Regions from separate parts of the Mus musculus genome. Here region 1 is linked to region 2. A link is a contact called in public HiChIP or PLAC-seq data. All regions are on one chromosome and are shown on one strand. The core of a region is the stretch at or near the end of the contact, and the rest is flanking DNA. Distances in the headings are between cores, read along the strand shown. Region 1 has its middle 13 kb from the start of Gm37548. Region 2 has its middle 41 kb from the start of Slc7a11.

What was found. HiChIP or PLAC-seq counts read pairs in DNA pulled down with a chosen protein or histone mark.
Region 1: an H3K4me3 HiChIP or PLAC-seq map of bone marrow-derived macrophages shows a contact between it and region 2, with 4 times the contacts expected there. The contact joins two enhancer-like sites. A contact is called at or near these places in 2 of 484 Hi-C or Micro-C datasets (cranial neural crest and trophoblast stem cells) and 1 of 115 datasets of contacts at active chromatin or transcription factors (bone marrow-derived macrophages).

The regions. Positions count from the first base shown.
Region 1 is chr3:50,898,898-50,904,439 of GRCm38.p6, reverse strand. No RefSeq gene overlaps it. Among named protein-coding and RNA genes, the nearest start is that of Gm37548, 13 kb to the right of the region's middle. Within about 2 kb of position 1,454, at least 32 of the 459 cell types and tissues checked have an H3K27ac peak or open chromatin away from gene starts, as enhancers often do.
Region 2 is chr3:50,482,210-50,487,718 of GRCm38.p6, reverse strand. It overlaps a transcript of Slc7a11 not described here. Among named protein-coding and RNA genes, the nearest start is that of Slc7a11, 41 kb to the right of the region's middle. Within about 2 kb of position 3,443, at least 7 of the 459 cell types and tissues checked have an H3K27ac peak or open chromatin away from gene starts, as enhancers often do.

The DNA of each region.
Region 1 (5,542 bases), core at 205-2,704, 420 kb before region 2:
TTAGAATTAATGTGAAGTTCAACAGTTATCTATGGCCAATGGATACTCTATTGGGCAGTGAAAGACTCCTGTAACCATTATGTCCACAAAGGAGATGATCTCTCTCTCTCTCTCTCTCTCTCTCTCTCTGTGTGTGTGTGTGTGTGTGCGTGTGGCTTGATTGTTGCACTATCATATAAAGGACCCCCCCCCAGTCTCACTATTGCTAGTGCTAGATTTTTTTTCTACCATGCCCTCTTGTTTTTCACTACCCCTACCCCACTCCCATACCAAAGATACATCTTAGTTATGCTAGACCTTACAAAAAGGGACAGGAGAATGGAGTTTTCCATATTCTGTTATGAGTCCTTATCTCCTTGGTTGGTAAATGACTATAATCTTAGTGAAAGGCACATTCCCCCCAAATGCAATGTCAGGTAGACCAGTTATCTTAGTGAAGTACTGGGTCATCTGCTGTGATATTGCCACTAACTTAGTGCCACACTGCCTGGCTATCTTTGGCATAGTGCTTCAAAGTTGTTTGGAGACGTTGTCCCTTGACCAGCCCAGGTGAGAGCTTGTTTTTGACAATAAGCTCTTGAAAAAAAATGACCTTATAAAACAAACTATGCCTTGAACTATACACAAGAAAGAAAAAACGGTGATAAACATAGGTGTTAGGAACATAGTTAGTTTGGTAAGTCCAACCCAGGAGAAGAAGAAAGCGGGTGAAGGTGGCACATGCTTATAACACCAACTCTGGAGAGACAGAGTGTTCCCCTGACCAGGCACCCCCTTCTACTTGGCAAGTCAATGAGAGATTCTGTCTCTAAAATCTCTTTTGTCTCAACACCCACAGATGCACATGCACACACACACACATACACACACACACACACACATGCACACTTGCATACACACTCACATGCACACACACATGCACACATACACTACATGTACACACACTCATATGCATACACACACACACACACACATAGAGAGAGCAGGTATAGGACATGAAGTACAATAGGAATTGGAATGAAGTGATAGCATCCCTCATTTTCCCATACTCAAGCCTCCCTCAAGCCAACAAACTCATTCTTCGGCTGCTGCCATCACCCGCCCCCCTCCTTTGGCCCTGTTCTTTGTGGATCTTGGTTGCTAAAATTTCACAAACAAGAGGGGAGAACAGCAACAGAAACCTCAGGTCTGTAAAAGTCTCTCTCTGGCTCCTGTGGTTTACCGTGTGAGTTAATTTGAGCCGTCCCAGTGAGAACCCAGAGTGACAGAAACAGCAGCCAATCTGCTGTTGTACAAGCGAGTGCATGCAGCCTGCTTGCGAACGCCTTGGAAAATGTCTGCAGAGATGCAGCTCACAGGGGTGGTTCTTTAAATTTAGCCAGGTTTGTAAAGAGCCCATTTACTGCCTGACTCGGAGCTAACTCCTGTGGCAGAGTGGAATTTGAGGCTAGATGCCAGTGAGAAGAAGTCAGCTTGGATACCAAACTGCGAGCCTGTGAGGGCCAGGAAAAGGACTGTTGGAACAGAAAGCTTCCTGGAATGTAAGGAACAGGAAAACGTCCAGAAGGATGCATCTAGAGACAGTGCACAGATAGGTTGTCCAGAAAGGCTGGGATGCTGCAGACAAGGGATGGGAGAGGCAGAACAAGAAGAGAGGGGGAATCCTACTATACTCTTTGATTTCATGAAGGTTGAAAACAAGCCTTTGAAACAGATGACCAGAAACTAGTGGGTCTTAAGAAAAACCATTTCCCTGTCTTGCGTTGAGCTTCAATTCTATAAATAAAACATATTAGCAAGCAAACAAGCAAACCCTATACTCACATGTTTCTCTCATTAGGCTAAGAGTTTGCCAGTATCAGGAGGAATGTTTTAGATTCACTAGTAAAATCGTCTTCAAGTTTCTTGGAGAAAAATTAAAATGCAACAAGAAGGTGGTTTTCTTTGTATCCTGGCCTCTCTCCTGGCCTTCCACCCCAAGGCAATCTCTTCCTATTTTCTCTGGAGACGAAGAGATCATGACTGATTGACATCTAATTGCAAAGGTTGTTATTCATGTCAGGGACTGTATCAGGCAGGGTTCGCTAGAGGAACGGAACTAAAAGAATGTAGGTATGTTATTAAAGTAGATTTATTAGATTGGCTTATGGTGTAAGGTTCGAGTAGTCCAACGATGGCCATTGGCCATCCTTGGCTGCCATCTGGGAGGTGCCTACATTGAGAGCAGGTGTGTCCCCTTCAGTTAATATTTTTTGGAAATGTTCTCACAGGTATGCTTTAGCTGACATCAGGTTGACAACCAGAACAAACCATCACAGAGATTCTCACTTTGATGGACCCTAGGACCTACTTAACAACACAGTCCTTGGGGCCAGAGCACTGATTCAGATTCTTAAAGGAGGGCACTAAGAAGCCCAGGCTATAAAATTGCTGGCAATAAGGAAGAGGTATAAACATGTTAAAATGTTAAGGTTCAGACTAAGTGATCGGGTAGACCAGGGATCTGGTAGTTAGGAACGTCCCCAAACATAGTTTATGGAATACCTTTTATCTACTGGGTTGGAAGTGAAAGGTTAAGGCATTATAGGGTGTTTGTGTCTTGCTGTGAGTAATTAGGTAGTAAAACTTTCTTTTCTTCATATAATGATTGAAGGGACAATTCCAAAATATGAATATGACTGAGAGGTGGTTCAGCTGGGAAGTGTGTTTGAGCTCTGAGTTTCTCTATGTTGGGATCTACTTGTGGGTTCTATCCTTCCTCCTAAGCAGGAGACTGCTGTAGGAGTCAGAGGGAAGGATTAAAGTGCAAGCCACTGGACAGAGGCCTACTCACGATGGACTATGAACGTGGGGAATTCCTCTCCAAACCCCAGTTTCTTCCACACGGGAAGTGGCTACAAACCTTGCCCCTCCCGGAGTTGTAATTATTAAATGAGACAAGGCATACAGTGTGCTCAGCAGAACTGTGCTCAGTGCGCATGACCGTCCTTCTGAGGGCTCTCTCTTCTCATGGAGCAGAGATCCATCTGCCCTCCGCAATGTACGTGTTTTTTCCGTGTCTTCTGCTATGTCTGTAGTAATAAATTCTTACCTCAAACCATAAATCAGGCGATATCACTGTCCAGGTTTGTAAGCTCTGGCCATCTTGTATGTTTTCCGGTGTTGCGGGTGCAGTTTGCAGGAGGGCCATATTTCCATGCTGAGGTCGGATGGTAAACGTGGTTGTTGGAACCTGCCGATGACAGAATGGTAAGTTACTGCAGTTTTGGAATGGTATTTCAAGCCTGAACAACCCTGGGGTAAAAGTATTTACTTTGACTCGGTATTTCAAAGCGATAGGCTCCTGGAAGGTGTGAGCATGAGATCAGCTTGTCGAGTTGTATCAGTAGTCAGAGAGTGAACAGGAAGTGAGACAGGCGATTAAACCTCAAGGTCCACCCCCAGTGACGTTCCTCCTTCAGCAGACTCCACTTGCTAAAGGTTCCGTAATCTTCTCAAACAGTGCTGCTTGTGTTCCAACACGAGGACCTATCCGGGACATTTCACAAATAAACCATATCAGTATAGAATCCATTTCTGGATTATGCCCACATTTCACTGAGCCTTAGTCTTGATCCCTGCAGGGCAACATATAAGATGGAGAAGGGGCCCCGTGGGAACTGAAGCATATCACATGCAAGGACAGGCAATCATGACCCTAATGAGGGGAGAAGGATTTAATCCGATAAAAACCTATTAGAGCTGACAGTACAGATGTAAACAGGTCCCTGGTGAGAAGTCCAGCGATGGCATCCTCACTGTTACATCCATCGATACAAGATGTCACCCAGTCATAGGAGGCTCACACGGTCTCCCCAGAGCGGAGGTGGCACTTTGCACTGTATCTAGCTTGATTTTGTATCAAACCCTGACCTGGTAGTTTGGGGTAATCTCATAAAGATACTTTTTTTTCTCTCTCAGATTTAGCTGAAAAGGCTTGAGACAGCCATATTGCTGGGCGTTGGATTTTGTTGTTAATCTCCAGGAGATTTGGGCATAGGAAATGGATCCTTACTCAGAATTGTTTTTTCTGAGGTTTTTAGTACATCATGATGAATACTGTGTGTGTGTGTGTGTGTGTGTGTGTGCACACATATGATAACTTGGAGGAGTTGGTCATCTTCGCACATGTGGGTCCCGGGTATAGAACTTAGGTCATCTGTTTTGACATCAAGCACATGGACCCACTGAGCATCTCACTGGCCAGCATCTACCGTTTTATGTGCCTCCTGGGGGATCACGGTATGGCTTCAAGCGTTCTTGGCAAGTGCCTTACTGGCTGACCTAGCTCCCAGGCTGAGCATGCTTCTGAAAGGGGAAATTTCCCTTCTGTGAGAGCAACATGATTTTCAGGACTTTTTATCGGGCTGGTTGTAAGTGACTGGTTGTCTTGGCACACTTACACTTCCCCCATCAGCACTGAGTCTGTGTTTGGTAGGTATTATTAGCAACAGAAATTAGGCAGTGTTGCTCTTTAAGGTTATGCCACAGTAGCAACGATTCTTAAAACAAAACAAAACAAAAACCTACTTTGTTTTCTTTTAGTGCTTTAGATTATTGTCTTAATTTTTCTTTACTTAAAAAAGAGAATAAATCTAAATATTGGCCTTACACGTTAATAATCTTTAATTAGTAGTGCTGTAGATACATTTCCTGCTAGCATTTGGATGTTAACTGCTTCCCTAGTTTATAATCTTTCTTCAAAATTAACCACATTCTTATTCATTTTTTATCTTACATACCATATGCACATGAGTGTGACATGTGTTGTATGCATTTGGTATGTGTGGTATATGCTCACATGTGTGTGCCGATGCATATGGTAGTATATGCTCATGTGTGTGTGCCGATGCATATGGTAGTATATGTTCTCGTGTGCGTGCCAATGCATATGCCACCATGTGCCCAGGCCAGAGGAGGACATTGGATGCCCTATGTGATCACTTCTCTTATTCCCTTGGAATAGGACCTCACACTGAAACTAAGTTGTCTGGTCAGCTGGGCTCACAGGATCCCTAACCGTGCCACAGTTCTGGGTTTACAGGAGCATGTGGCTTCTCCTGGCTTTTAAGTGGGGCCTAGGCATTTGAACTTAGCGCTCTTGCCCACTGAGCCATCTCTCCACATATCCCACACTGGCCTTGAAAGTACCACACAGATGAACCTGACCTTGAACTTCTGATCCTCTTTCTCTCTTGTGCTGGGATACTAGGCAAGGGTCCCAGCACACCTGCTATATGCAGTGTTGTGGAAGGAACTGAAGGTTGTAGCAGTCCCAGAATGCTGTGTTCTGGCCATGGTCATATATAAGTTAGATCATAAGCATAAACACCATAGTCCTTTTGCCAACATATATTGATAAAGGGTTAAGAATAATATAAATTCAAGGTCTCTTTAGAAGTATTCATTATTATTGCCATGTGCATGTGATGCGTGTGTGTGAATTTATGCCTGCCACAGAGTGCACGTGGAGGTCAGTAGGTAATTCTGTGGAATCTCCTTC
Region 2 (5,509 bases), core at 2,194-4,693:
TGACACCATCTTGGCTCTCAACTGTGTCCCTAACCCACATTGATCTTTTTGAGTTCATATTAAAAGTTTTGCATTTTCTTTCAAAGAATATCATGACTACTGTTCCCGAAATATCTCATTGCATCTATTCATAGGAATTATAGTTACTGAAGTGCAAGTAGGGTGATGTATCTATTATTGAGTTAATGATAGTCCACATTCATACTTTGTTATCATGGTGTCTGCAATTTGTTATATTTTAAGAACATCTGAAACTGGGAACACTCAAAAGTGGAAAACTTTGCCTTTTCTCTTATCACTTTTTCTTGGAGAGAATTCTGGTCTGCTCTGGGCTGGTTTAGAATTCTAGTTTTGTTTCTTATCTAGGACTCTTCTCTCCTCCCATCACTGGTCATTTTTGAATTACATATAGGATGACGGGTCAGAAGAGCTCTAATCCTAAATACCATCTCCTTATTCTTAGATGTAACCAACATACATGACAAAAACAAGAAAATGAAAAATGTCCAGCTAGCTTTGAATTTCAGACAATAATGAATACTTTAATATATTTTGAATGTGGCACGTGGAATACTTTTGAGAGAGGTTTTTTGTTGTTTTTTTGTTGTTGTTGTTGTTGTTGTTGTTGTTAATTGGATCATTGGAGGTAGGGAGATCCACTTTACATCCAGATCACCCAAAGTCAGGAGACCTATCTTATATCTAGGTCTATCAGAAGACCCACCCTAAACCTGTGCCACACCCTTTCTTGACAGCCTACAGAAAGGACAAGGAAGGAAGAAAGCCTGCTTGTCTTCACTCTCACTAGGATTAAGCCTTTTTTTTTTCTCAAGATTCTAGTATATTCTGAAGACCAGCTGAGATATCCAGCCCCATGGACTGAAAAATTACTGGATTTTTGCACTTTCCTTTGGGATACAGCCATTGTTGGATGAGCAGGACCACTGCTATAAGCCACCCTAATAGAGTTCATATGCATATTGGTTCCATACATATATTGAATCTATCAGTTCTTTACCTCTAGACAATTCATACACTTGGTTAACGATTGGTAAACTTTTCTAAAATCTAGCTTTTGCCTTTGTAAACTTCACATTTTTACTTCATTTTTCCTCCTATATGTTTCTGGGTCAAGGTGTTAGAAAACTTGATGGAATTGTGAGTGAACCATTAGATCAGTCTTTACCTGTCCAGTAGAATATTCCTAAAACTTTGTCATAGTTCACAGCCCAGAGGAATGACTGAAAACAATAGAAATGTATATTAAGCCCAGTATAAATATTTCCCACATTGACTTTCATCTTACCTGGGTCTTTAACCCGACTAACTCACTTTAACACTAGAGCACTTGATTGGCCGGCAGGAATAGGCAGTCTGTTGAGAGTGATAACATCATTAAGTTGCTAAAGTTTCAGAATCTTGTGACAGTGCAATCCTTCCTTAGTTCCTCTTAGCTCAGAGGATGGCCCTGAGCCTCAAGCTCCATCTACTTTTATAACAAATGGTGCCTCGCTCCTTCCCACCTCCTTTACACTGGAAATCGCTCAAGGCTGCCTGTGGGCTTTGTGTGGATTGTTTTTTCCCACAGAAAGAAGTCTTCCTGTTAGCCCAGCTGTCTTTGCCTCTGTAACTACATAGTCATCTGGCTCTTTCCCAGACCTAGAGGGCTCAGGAAGTACTTAGAAAGACAAAAGTTTGATGCTTTTCCTCCTGAAGATACCGCAATCTCTATATAAACCAGCACATACATCCAGGTTTTTAGGTATGACTGTACCTATCTATGACATATATTTGGACTCTTGGAAAACTACACACATGATGAACCAGGAGAAACCATGGGATGCCTAGGACAAGGAAGCCCTGGGCAGTCTCTGCCTATGAGAAAAGTGTTTGTCTGAATTGTTCGTAAAACTATGGGTGTTTGGTATTCATTTCATGCTTATTCATTTAGATGAAGAATTAAATATTGAAATTATGTTTGAGCTTCTGGAGATTTGTCAAGGCCCTTGAATGAGCTGCTAATGCTTATAGCTTTAGACGACGCCAGCACTAGACAAACTTCACATTAAAATTCCTGTTTAAGCCTTCCGAACTAAGGGCAAAAGACCAAGCTGGAAAGGCCTCTTTTTCAGCAGAGGAATAAAACAGCCCTTGTCACATTGACTCCTGATGCTGCTTATCTGGTGCTTTTGAGTTTGTAAGCTTACTAGCAGTCACATATATGTATAAATAGATGTATATTACATATGTGAGTTTGCATGTGAAGGATTCTTCTGGGGTGCATTTTAACTGGCATGGTATAGAGTTCAGACTCTGGTGGGCAATCTTCCTCGTTGACTGGACAGATTGGGGTATTCAGACAATCACTGTAGGGGTAAATTCAAATTGCTGATGTTTCAACCTTTGATTTGGAACATGTATGCACAGAAGCGAATTCCTTGTGAGCAGCCTACTAGATTATTCTCGTGTGCTTTCTTATTTCTGTATGTGGAAAAGGAGAAAACAGCAGCAAGTTGAACTGGGGAGAAATTGCTCTGCAGAGAAGGCTTTGGGTGTGCGATAGTCAGGAAGTTATTATACAGAGTTGCTGCCATGGCTGAACACAGCGATGTAACCTAAACCACTTCTGAGAATATAAAATGCTGCAGACAGACATAATTACGTTGCCCTTTCCAATTCTATTTCTCCCATTTAGACACAGTGACCCAATAATCCATGAATGTCAGGAGTTCCTATTTTGAAAATTTAACAGTATTGGAGGGAGGTTTATAAAAGACTTGGGTGCTGTCTTCATTAAGGTTTTATTGCTGTGAAGAGATAGCATGACTAAGGTAACTCTTATAAAGGAAAACATTTCATTGGGGCTGGCTTACAGTTTAAGAGGTTTAGTCCATGATTATAATGGTAGAATGATGGCAATGTGCAGGCAGACATGGTGCTGGAGGAGGCAAGAGCTCTACATCTTGATCTGAAGGCAGCAGGAAGAGACAATGCACCACACTGGGCATAACTTGAGCTTAGATGACCTCAAAGGCCACCTCCACAGTGACATACTTTCTCCCACAAGGCCATACCTACTGCAGCAAGGCCACACCTCCTAATAGTGCTAATTACTTCTCATGGCTAAGCATTCAAACATGTGAGTCTATGGGCACCATTCTTATCAAATCACAATATTGTGCTTCCAATTAGAGTTATGTAGTAGAATGTCATTTCCTAAATGTTATTCTCTTTGGATCCGTGTATATCTTGGCAAATAACATTCGAAGAGTTTGGTATTATTATTACTGAGGAAAACACAGAGGCAAATGGAGATGCATTCCTCACAGTCTTAACAACACATAGGGGAATTAGAGAAACAGGAAGGGCAGCCTCTGCACACTGTGACCCTATGCTTTTCTTTCTTCACTAGAGCTACTCACATGCTGGAATAGTGACACAGGTCACAGATGTTAGCAATTGCAGGTTCTCTTTTCTCTCTCAACTTTACTTGCTTTGATGTTCTGAATTCCCCAGAATGAATTCCAGAAACAGGAAGAAAACAGATCTTCATTTCTGGTTATCAAAAGTACAGGGTTCTGGTTTGTGATCCCACAAGTTGTCAAAACTTGTGCTCAATTAGTGTACTTTGAAAAAAATTTAAAATTCTAGACTATATAGTAGTGCTTAGCTGTGTGGCTTACAATTGTTATATATGCACATGCATTAGACGATTATGGACTTGTAATAGGGAAATATATGTACACATATATAATATAGTCATGAGGATTATTTAGCATATGATCATAAAATATTAGACTTATATTTTGCTATTATATGATGATTTATCCCAATGATAATAATAAGTTCTGAGTGTAGGCATTGAGTTCACTGGATCATTTGAATTTTGAAGAGATACTGCCTTTGCATAAAACAATTTTGCTTTCATACTTTTAATATTTTTTTAAATTATAAAAAAACATAATGCCCTAAGTTTCTCTGACAACTGAAGATCAAGGGTGTGTACCAAACTAAATAACGGACTTAACATCTGATTTTTCCACCCCAGCCAGTCTCAATCCAGGTTTCAGTTTATGTCTCTTCTAATTCATTCAGCAGGCCAGGTTCTGGTCAGCACATACTGCGTTCAGTTTGATGAAGTGTGACCTGTCCTCAGGTCACTGAGTAATTTTTAAAGAAATGTACATATGTCCCTAAGTCTAGGGATCCAAAGTTGGATAGTATTGCTGTAAATATATTTGAAAAATAAAGGAGCCAGTTGGTATGCCATTTTCAAGTTTAATTTTGCTGGAAGGTTATTTCAAGGAAAAAAAACCCATAATATTAAAGACAGGCTCTAGAAATCTTTAATAGCTCTATTGAAGGCTTGGAGTACACTGGTGAGACTTGCATTTTATCCATGAAACAAAAATTCCTTTGCTTTGAAATCGAGAGCTTGGCTGGAGGATTGTGTTTTTCCTGTCCAGTAGTAAGACTCTGCCTTTAACCAATAAAATCCAGCCTCCTAAGAGAAGAATGGGGCCACATGAAGATTTGATTCATAATCTTTGTTTTGTTTGTTTGTTTGTTTGTTTTATGTCTTGGAGCTTTCCTTTGGCTCTCTCTTTCAAATGATGTTTCATTTAATACTTCTCCCAAGAATTATCAAGCTTGTGTCAAGCAAAAACACTGAATGATGAGATAAGCCAGGACAAATCCAGAAAGCAGCTGCTGTGTTCATAGGTATGCTGTCTACCCTCATTTTGCTTTTGAAAATGGAGTCATTTGTGGTTGCTAGGAAATCCTGCAGCAAGACAAACTCCACATCTGTTTTCAAGTGGCTAGCAGGGAGGAGCAAAAAATAATTTGATTTCCACCCTCCCTGATAATTTCCTTTCCATTACAAAGGGCCATTTGAAGGGGGGGGGGATCATTCAAAAACTCTTTTCTTTTCATTTTTTTTTAATGTTTTACAATGTTTTATTGGTAACATAGTCTTTTTTTTCTTCCTCCATTTTTAAATTAGGTATTTACTTCATTTACATCTCAAATGCTATCCAGAAAGTCCCCTATACCCTCCTCCCTTTCCCCACCTCTCCTACCCACCCACTCCCACTTCTTGGCCCTGGGGTTTCCCCTGTACTGGGGCATATAAAGTTTGCAATGCCAAGGGGCCTCTCTTCCCAATGATGGCCGACTAGGCCATCTTCTGCTACAAATGCAGCTAGAGACACGAGCTCTGGGGATACTGGTTAGTTCGTATTGTTGTTCCACCTATAGGGTTGCAGACTCCTTCAGCTCCTTGGGTACTTTCTCTAGCTCCTCCATTGGGGGCCCTGTGTTCCATCCGATAGCTGACTGTGAGCATCCACTTCTGTGTCTGCCAGGCACTGGCTTAGCCTCACAAGAGACAGCTATATCAGGGTCCCTTCAGCAAAATCTTGCTGCCGTATGCAGTAGTGTCTGCATTTGGTGGCTGATTATGGGATGGACCCCCAGGAGGGATAGTGTCTGGATGGTCCATCCTTTC